Linked DNA regions of Dromaius novaehollandiae: region 1 is linked to region 2. Evidence: chromatin contacts called from public Hi-C data. All regions are on one chromosome and are shown on one strand. Each heading gives the region's core, a stretch centred on a gene start, on an enhancer-like site or on the middle of the called end of the contact. The rest is flanking DNA. Distances are from core to core; before and after follow the strand shown. Region 1 has its middle 28 kb from the start of CTDP1. Region 2 has its middle 4.9 kb from the start of NFATC1.

Region 1 (4,615 bases), core at 1,513-4,012, 190 kb before region 2:
AACTTGTATTTTTAGCAAGAGTGGAGAAATGTGTTATTTGAAAATAAACAGGTAGATTGACTATCTAATGACTACCTACTATTAGAAGTTATGTCCTTCAAAACAAATTGATGGCAGTGATACTAGTGCCCAGCAGATCTCCTTTTACTTTACTATATTGATCTACTTAATATTTTCCACATTATCTATACCCAGCCTTAAAGACTGCTTGTCTAGTAAATAGTCTCTCCATTACAGAAAGTAATAAGCAGGTATTACTACATACATCCCCTGGCACTTAGTGTTTGTCAGAATGGCTCTCACATTCATAGCTACCACTATTTCAAAAATAAAAGCCCCATTACTACAACTTTTACTCTGTCATCTGGTAGTCCTTTGGGATTGCTTGGCAGGTAGCGAATACAGAAGCAAGCCCCAAACCTGGCTGCCTCTGATACGAAACAAAGGAAATCAGAAGTGAAGAAATGCACAAACGTTAGACCTCTCCACCTACCCAAACTGATGGGAACTGAGAGTGCTCTGCACCTTGTAGGATTAGATGCTGTGGTACTGTACAGTGCTGCAGCAGCTCATGTGAAAAACTGCCCACCTACACATCTCAAATCTGATAAAAAGGAAAACACGTCTTTCAAAGAGCACAGTGTTTTACTGCAAACAAAACAAGGTTCGCTATTTGCAGGTCAAACCACCATTTAACTATGGGCAAAATTGTGAAATTTCTTGATTTTTAGATTGCAGCATAATTTTTTTACAGAAATGTTTCCCTACTTTTGTAGCTAAGGAAACAGCCTTTCTTTAGAAACAGTTTCTTTAGAAATAAGCCAAGAATTAGGGGCCAGCCCACAAAATATTTTGTTTTATTACAAAACCACCAAAACGTGATTTCTCACCAGTTTAGCTGGCAGTGAGAATATTTCGCACAGCAGTACCATGTACTGATGCTCTCCTGGGGAAGCTAAGCAACAGTAACTTTGGCTGAGAGTTAGGACTATTTTTGGAAGCTTCAAAAGTATCTAGGGAAAGTACTTTTCACTTTTATTCATATAAACAGTATCTCTATTTATTAAAAAAGTGAGAAATGGCTTCTCTTCAACTTCAAATGGCTTTGACAATAAAATTCTGCTTATACCAAGGTCTTGGGAGACACATGAAGCCTTCTGATAAATGAGGGGTTTGGATGATGAAGAGAGGACCTGAAGACTCAGGAAAAGATGCTTTAGAGTCTTGCCCCTGGAGCACAGTGAAATAAAGGTGAATTCACTCTAGATCCTAGCTCTGTTTCCCCTATCCATTACTCTTACATCCCAGCATGGGGATGGACTGTGATGAACCATACAATCTTTTCCCTCTCAAATTGCTAAAAGCCTAAGGAAGTCATTCCTGCAGTGAAAAGAAGAGGAAAACTTATCTATATGTTTAGGTTCCGAAGTATAAGCTTAAATCTCATGGAAGTCCATAGAATTTAAAGCACAGGCTCAAATGCTTTGCTGAATAGAGATGTGTTGCTGAACCATGGCCAAGACTTAAGTTGAGGTGCTGTCACCCATAGAAATACTAACATGATCAATATCGATCCTATACTTAAATGCTTTGTTAAAAGGGAATAGACTTTTCTCAGGGCTTCTGGTTCATCCTCTACAGGAGCATCTGATTGGATCAGGGATTCAGAATAAATTTAATGAGTACAAACACTACAAAATAAAAAGCCCAACCAGAACAGGAAACTGTGGGACGAGTCAGGGCAATGCTCTTCTAGACAGCTAAGCTGCTATTGACAACTTTAAGGTTCAGTACACTTTACTGTGTTGCTACCTCTCATTCTGAAATTAGATTTCCTTTGAAGAGAGAGAGAGAAAAAAAAATCAGTACTAAGCATAGGATAAAACTAAGAAGAATTTTATTGGATATGGATCATCTTCTTCACTGGTATAAACTGTCTGATCTCCATCCCCCTGTGTCCATCAGCTAATGATATGCCCAAGGAGTTACACTGCTAGCACGCTAAAATCCATGGTATGAACAGGAAACAAAGTAGTTTAACACTGACTGTCGCTGCATACTAATTTCCAGCACCCTTTTCTAACTTTCTTTTTCTGTCTTCCACCACTTCTGTAACAAACCCTCTGATCCTGCAATGTCCTCTGATACTCTTGCTGCAAACTGGGGGCCGGCATATGGGTTTACAGCTAAGCATGTGCTTACAGGATTTACTGGTTATGGCTGGAGCAATCAGAACCTGACAAGATTAACCTAAAATTTCTAAACAAAACATGAAGGAGGCTTCAGACATTAAAGATGATCTTAAAACAACTGACTTTAAACTTCGAGGAAAATCAGGTTTGGGTTCGAGCCTTGCACCTTATGGCTGTTCTCAAGCTGTTAAAATGAGAAGCCACTATGAGGTTTTATTCCTTATCAGAAACACCAGTCCTAGTTGTGTGGCGGTAAATGTAAGCGGTCTGCTGGGCACTGCCCTGCATTACATTTTGCCTTCAGTTTCTCTCATTTTTAGCTTTGAAGACTTTTTAGAAGTCAGATCTGATGAAAAAATTGTCAGGACATAATTTCTGAATCTGATCCATTTTTACATGTTTAACTAAGTAGAAAGCAAAAGCAAATGTTAAAGCAGCAAAAAGTGTTACACAACTACATAATGAGCATTAGAAATGCAAGGGGGAAAATCTGGCGCGTGTGCGGTTATTCCCAGCCACAGAGCCCCTGGAACTGGAGCAATGCTCCGGGATGACTTTTAGAAAAGCTTTCTGTGACCACTAGGGGCCCTGCAAGTACTTCGGCACGAACTTACTTTGGCACCTATACACAATAAATTATTGAGATATACTTTTTAAAAAAGAGCAACAGAAAAAATGCTGCACTTCCAATTACTGCAAACCATCGTCCTCAGACTGTAAACAAGAGCCTCCATCCAATCTCTCTGTTCCTCGTATGCCCCTGTGCAACAGAGTACAGAGAGTTGCTCATTCAAGAGCTCTCTTTTGCCAACAAATAGCGGGCTTTGAAGATAGAAAAACAAAAAATTTACATGACGAGGGAGCAACAATCAGCACACAAAGAAAGACATCAGCAAGAAGGACTTTCGGCTGCCAGCCATACAACATATATAAATTACAGAGGGGTGTGAGGGAAGGGAAGGGAACAGAAAGTGCGAGTGTGTATCCAGGAAGGGATGGAGCGAAGGCTCCCGGCAGGAGCCTGGGAAACTCCATGCTGTTCAGGAATGCCGGAGCCACAAATAGTTTAGGCAGGAAAGCCCATTACACCCAAAAGCCACATCGCTGCGTGTTCCTTTCGCTTCCCAGGGCTGAAAATCCAGCCGAAGGATTAACGTGCTGTGCCCAACATCCAGGAAGCAAAGGTGGCACACATACCATAAAACTGACTCTCGGAGAGCAAAAGAGGAAAAAAGATTTTTCTCTCTGCGATACCGAGGTCTAGTCTACGAATAGAATAAAACAGTTTGTGTTCTTGGAAAAGGAGAGCTTTGCTAGATATTTGCTAGATATATTTTCCACCCTCCAGTATTTATTTCTAGATGGCAGATCTTAAATCTGTCATTCTCCCCCTGTTTCAATCCTGCCCAGCCTAAATGTCAAGTCACTATTATTTTGAGAAGGAAATTCATAAATCTGGAGAAGAAAGACACTTTTTGCAACAGACCGATTGGAGGGGGAAAAAAAGAACTTCTTGTTTAGTGCCCTTTGGAGGCTGAGATGCCAGAAGCGGTACAGCGGGAGATGCGCGTAGTGGGGTGAGGGCAGGTAGAGCCGAGGGTAGTGCCGGCTGAGCGCAGGGTCCCAGGCTGCTCTGTGCTGGCTAGCCCCGACGGCCCGTGCACTCAGGAGCACCAGAGCCCAGCCAAATCTCCCCCCCCCCCCCCCCCGCCAGTTTTTTTTTCCTCTAGCTGCAGACGCTAACACAGAGTTTCACAACTGCGGGCAATTTTAGCTTGACTTCACGCGCATAGGAAGTGGCAGCTGGCAACAGATACTCTCTGGAGTACGAAATCCTCATGACAACAGTTCTCTGAAGCAAAAGCTGTAAAGTGCTGTAGTGTTTTAACTGCTCTGCTATTAAAACCAATGTAATTATTAAAACCAAGTCAGCTCTGGATACTGCCCTCCCTCTTTATTCTGAAGTAACAGCCCCGGCACTCCACTACCATTTTGTAACTGCCACCTTTTGCACCATTACCTCATGCTGGTGAAATTACTAAAAGGATTACCAGAGGTAGCTGCTGTAATGAGAAGCCATTAAATTTGGTGACCAAGGAGCTCTTTTCCGGGCAGATATAGGCCTGGTTTCAATGGTGAGGCTGTACTGCCGCACAGGTCCTCCCACCTCCCACGTGTTGGAGCCTCAGCACTGCTGCAGACTGTGGGGGAGATGTGGAGAAGCTACTGCCCTCCAACACACCAAACAGGTAAATCCTATTTCCCTAGACTTGGTGAAAAAGTTAAAACTCAGAGGAAACACTGAACCATCATCTGTATCACAGGAGATTTATCATGTGCAGACTTTGACTCTAGGTACAAATTTCATGGGACAACAGGAGGGTTTCATCTGATTCAAGGAATCATGTGCTATGGAAAAAGAT
Region 2 (4,909 bases), core at 2,186-4,685:
GTGCAGGAGGCCCGCCAGCTGGACGTGAGGGACCGCTGCCCGCAGCTGCGCTGGCCTCGCCGGGTACAGCCGGTCATTCGAAGGCCGGCCCTGATCCCTGGCGGTCAGGCTGCGGTGGAGCCGCTCGGCTGGTGCGCGGGGACGGGCAGAGCCGGGCAGGCGGAGGCTGCCACAGCCGCCCCGGGTGGCTCCTCTCCCTCCCCGCATCCCCTGGCGCTGCCCTCCCCTCCTGCGTGCAGGCGGCCTGCTGGGTCCCCCCCCGAGCGTGGGCAAACACAGTCGGGCTGTGAAACAGCCTCTGCTGCTTGCGGTCAGCGATTAGGTTAATTAACGGGCAGGCAGTGCTCGGCCGCTTTGCTCCAGCTCTTCACCTTCGATGGGGCCGAGTGCCGGCTGCGCACCCCCGGTAATGGGGGAAAGCTCGACTGTGCGCCAGAACCTTAGTGGCGGCGCTGGCGGGAAAGGGGGCAGAAGCGGTGTGGCACGGCTTTCCCGTCCCTGGGAGAATGACCTCACTGGAGCTGGGGGGTCGGGAAGCAGGCGATGCACCGCAGCAGGGAATGCAGCCAGCCCAGCAACCCTGTCGCGTGGCATTGCCTTTCGGGGCTGGTTTTTCTGCTAGATGCAATGCTGCCGGGGGGGTGATTTGAGAAATCACAGGGAAAAAGAAAGATTCGCAGAAGGCAGGCCAGTGGGAACAGAAAGAAGCCTTCGTGCTTCTCCTAGGCGTCCCAGGATGAGAGCCGGCCCCGGCCAGGCCTGGGCAGGGGCCGAGGCGCTGGCGCTGCCCCTTCCACCCAGCTACGGGACAACTTGCGCTGCCGTTGCGTTTCCCACAGCTGGGGCCGGCAGCGGCCGTGAGGCTGCTCCCTTCCATCGCCGGAGCGGCCGGGGACCCCAGAGCCGCTCTTGTCCTTCCCCACATGTTGCAGAGGGGAGGAGGCAACACTGCAAGGGCAAATACGTGATTTTTTTGATGGCTTTTACTCCCTCTATGCCTCTTAGCAAGTTAGGCTGTAAATTCACCCTCTATCCTCGGTGCTTGCATGCAAATGTGCTGTTATCCTTAGAAATAAAAACAAACTGTGAAGTATTCTTGGATTCAGGATGTTTTAATCAAAGAAGAGTCTGATCCATGCACATTAGATTACTTTCACATTGTATCGTGTGGGGCATACGTGTGCATGTCTGCGCATGTGTATCCTCTCCTTTTACTTTTCTGTCCTTTTCTTCTGGGCCTCGGCAGCTGGGGAGGGATGGTTTGCCTGGCGCTTCAGAGCAGCTCAGTAGTTCGGTGGCTGCAGTATTTCTCTGGGCAAACCAAAACGTCGCCGCTGCCTCTTTGCGGGAGGCTGTGGGTCAGCGCCACAGCAACGCGCCTTACAGGGAGCTCATCGCCTGCGTCCCCCATCTGCGGTCTGAACATGACAAGCGGGGGCCAATTCACCCCTGTCTCAATGGTATCCCCATAGCAAATACCTCCTTATAATGAATACACAGGCTCCCATAATCCAAGATGCCGATCGGAAGCAGCCACCTATGTTGTGCACAGAAATTGCCTTCTGTTTTGGGCTTCTTACCCTTGCAAATATAAAACTGCCTTTTATATATAACGCACGTATAACACCGGCCATCTTTTTGGTGTCTGCACTCCCATCTTCTGGGTCTTGGCTGCTTCAAAAGCATCAGCATCTGTTCAGGATTTCATTCATTGTAACAGAAGACTTATACGTTTCAAGCCTCCCTAACCAAGTCTCTAATTGAAGTCCTTCTAATCCTCTGCTTTGAAAATTGCAACAAGATTTGCTGGAAACCAAGGGAGCACATGGCCAGAGTTTGTGGCTGCCACCACAGCACCTTGAAAATGCCGCCACCTTCCAAGCGAGCCGCAGGAAACGCGCCAGCGGTGGCCAGCGCTGCGGCGCGTCCCCTGTAGCAGAGCGAGGGCGAGAAGGCAGGGCGTCAGCGCAGCCTCCCACCCCCCGACATGGCCTCTCTCCAGGGCTGCCAGCAATCATTTCACCACTTTTAAGGTGCATTGCACTTAGCAGGACAAATGCCAGAGGAGGAATTTTGTGTGCTTGAATAATGTTGTAATTTACCTTATAACCAGGCTCATTACGACTTTGAGTGCTCTGTTGATTTACCTGGCTTTTGATTTAGTGGACTCTTTTTAAACGACTGTTTAGGAACCCAGCCAAGGACTGCAGGCAAAAGGCATTAAACCCTTTTGGAGCTACAGTCACCCGCTCAGACACTGACTTTTTAAAATTAAGACAGACATCGGGCAGCCGCACCAGGCCCATATACAGAAAGCTGAGACTGAATTAAACAAATATGCAATACAGTGGGTGGTTAAAAAAACCAGCAACAACAAGAACACATGCATTTATTGGTTTTGTTTGTAAAATATTACTAAACAATTGGCAATCTTTAGCACTCGTACAGTATGGGCAAACTTATGAAGGAGCAGCGATAAAGTTTCCTGCCAGACCGTGCTCCAGCAGTATTTCACGCCTTCCAGGCTTGCTGGCGCAGAAGGTGGCAACGAGACCTTTGCCTCACCTAAAAATACTTGATTAAGCAAAGCCTGACCGGGTACCCCGAAAACCAGGGAGTCCACCTGGCGGCGGGGAGTCCTGGGGGATGCAGCATGGGGGCACTGAAGCCACCCCGGCGCGTGACTTCGTGCTCCTCGGCAGAGAGGAGCCGGCAAGCTGGTAAGCTTTACACGGCCTGGAAAGGCTGCTTTTAGCGACAACCTGCTGCAAGTCCTTCTGCACCTGTCCCCGGGGTTGGGCCCCGAGCACGTCTCTGCCTTGAGCTGGATGACACCCAGATCAAGCCAAGCAGACTGAAGGCGCTGTGTGTCAAGCTGTGCTCATAACCTGGAGCCTCAGGGGCCCAAGCGAACCCAAAGTCATCTCTGCTAAACACACGCGTGCTACTGTAGCGTCTCCTTTTGGTGCCAAGGCTCTGCGTCCTCACTCCCAGAATGGGTCTGGCAATGGTGAAGTGTATTTGTATCCTCCCTCCCTGAAACTGGCCTGTTTCGGACTCCCAGTTCGATGCTGGGAGCATCCCGGTTGTACGACCCCATGGGGAGCCCTGAGCTCCGCTGCTGCAGCGCGAGCCCTCTTTTTCCAAAACCTCAGCTGCGCTCCTCTTCGCTCGTCAGGCAGCTGCTATCCCTGCCTCTCCTCACTGCTAGCCCAAGCCTCTCTCTGCATTAGTTTCCTCCTGTTTTGTTTCATTAAACTTGCATTTAAATGCACTATTGGTTGCCCCTAAATGAATAACCTTCCTCTGTGTAATATTGAATCCCTCTGTATTAGCCCCTTTCCCCAGCGGCTCCAAATCTTCCTGTAGCCTGGTGCATTCCTCCGATGCATGAGCAGCCTCCCCTCCTCTCATGATGTCATCGGTGTCTGGACACCCAGCAACTCGATCCAGCCTCCGGCTCCGTTACAGAAAGCTCTTGAACAGAGCAAGTTGCAGCCCTGAGCCCTGGGAGAGGCTGCCTGTTAGCTCTCTGCATGAACACCGTCCTACTTATTATACTTCTTTCTTCCCTGCCCAAGTTTTTATCCTTGTAATATTGATACTCCAATACTTGTATACTTATTACTGACCTCATTTTTCTGCTGCATAATCAGTAACCTTTGTTAAACTCCAGGAGACACAAAATCATTGCTTTAAACTTTCTGGGCTCACCTTCATGAACTTCATGAATAGTTAGGGTTTGGACTTCTGTAGCAGCAATTTTGACCATGGCCCCGTGTGCCAGACACTTGCAAACACCAGTTCCTGCTTTAACCTCCCCACCCACCCCACTGTTTTCCCAGTACTTTCAGCATCACAAGACAGCCCAGGGGATGCGGGGCCTGGGGGAGGAAGGGAACATTTTCCGGGTCGTGATATGAGGTATCAAGGGTTTTTTTCACTCACCAGGGGCTACGCGCTGCTGAGGATCATCCTTTACATTTAAACTAGGTAATAAGCAACTACAACCTAATGGCAGAAAGCAGAATACCCTCCTCTATTTTCGCCAAATATTGAGCTGCTCGGTCTTTCCAAAGTGAATGGCCTTGGACAGGGATGAAACTTGTGACTTTTCAGCCTAGAAGATGAAAGTTAAAGAAAACTGTGCACTGTTGGAAACAACGGGGTTATGATGGAGACCCCGTGCTCAGCTGTTTGCAGCAGCATCCTCCCTCCACAGCGAGGGCAGTCTTTCAGATACGATACTGAGGTGGTGCCTGAGCTGCAGCAGCCGCAGAGCAGGGGGTGCCTCTGTGGCCGGGCTGGCTCTGATCTGAACTCCCAGTACAGCTCTGTGCAACCCTGCTGCTTCTGGCTGGCCGGGGATGCCACGGACCTCGGCTAAATCCTGCTTCCCATAGAAATGCCCCGCTGATGAGGAGTTTCTGAGAAGCTCCTCCATCAGCTTGGGAGGGACAGAAATTCCCTTTACCAAGGGGAATCGTGAAAGGCTGCCAAAAGATTGAGCTCTTAGCATATCCCGTCACCTCTTCGCAGCTTAAATCTTATCTCCCTGATTCTTTTCACACCACAGTTCATGCACAATAGGTGTTTTCTCTATAGGGATGGTTTGGCTAAGGAGACCAGCATCCTGAAAAGGATTGCCAAGCCCATGTAATTGGGGCAAGTATCTAAATGTTTCGTTCTTCATGTAGCGAAATGGCATGTAAGCCCAAAGCTTTTGTTCCATTAGCTAATGGCAGAATTCCTGTTTTGTGACACCTCTGCATGCTGAAATAGCCGTCTTGAAGAACAAATGCTGGAAATTAAAATCTTCTCGAGTCAAGCTTCCTCATTAGCAGCCTGCCTGGCTAGACTCTAGCTTATTATTTTTTTCTGCTGTGTAGCTGTAAAGAGAGAACCGAGG

Evidence for each region. A called contact is a pair of places that touch in the nucleus more often than the background predicts.
Region 1: a Hi-C map of brain shows a contact between it and region 2, with 7 times the contacts expected there. The contact joins two enhancer-like sites. A contact is called at or near these places in 2 of 4 Hi-C or Micro-C datasets (brain and liver).

The regions. Positions count from the first base shown.
Region 1 is chr2:93,870,513-93,875,127 of bDroNov1.hap1, reverse strand. No RefSeq gene overlaps it. Among named protein-coding and RNA genes, the nearest start is that of CTDP1, 28 kb to the left of the region's middle. Within about 2 kb of position 2,762, at least 2 of the 2 cell types and tissues checked have open chromatin away from gene starts, as enhancers often do.
Region 2 is chr2:93,677,472-93,682,380 of bDroNov1.hap1, reverse strand. No RefSeq gene overlaps it. Among named protein-coding and RNA genes, the nearest start is that of NFATC1, 4.9 kb to the left of the region's middle. Within about 2 kb of position 3,435, at least 2 of the 2 cell types and tissues checked have open chromatin away from gene starts, as enhancers often do.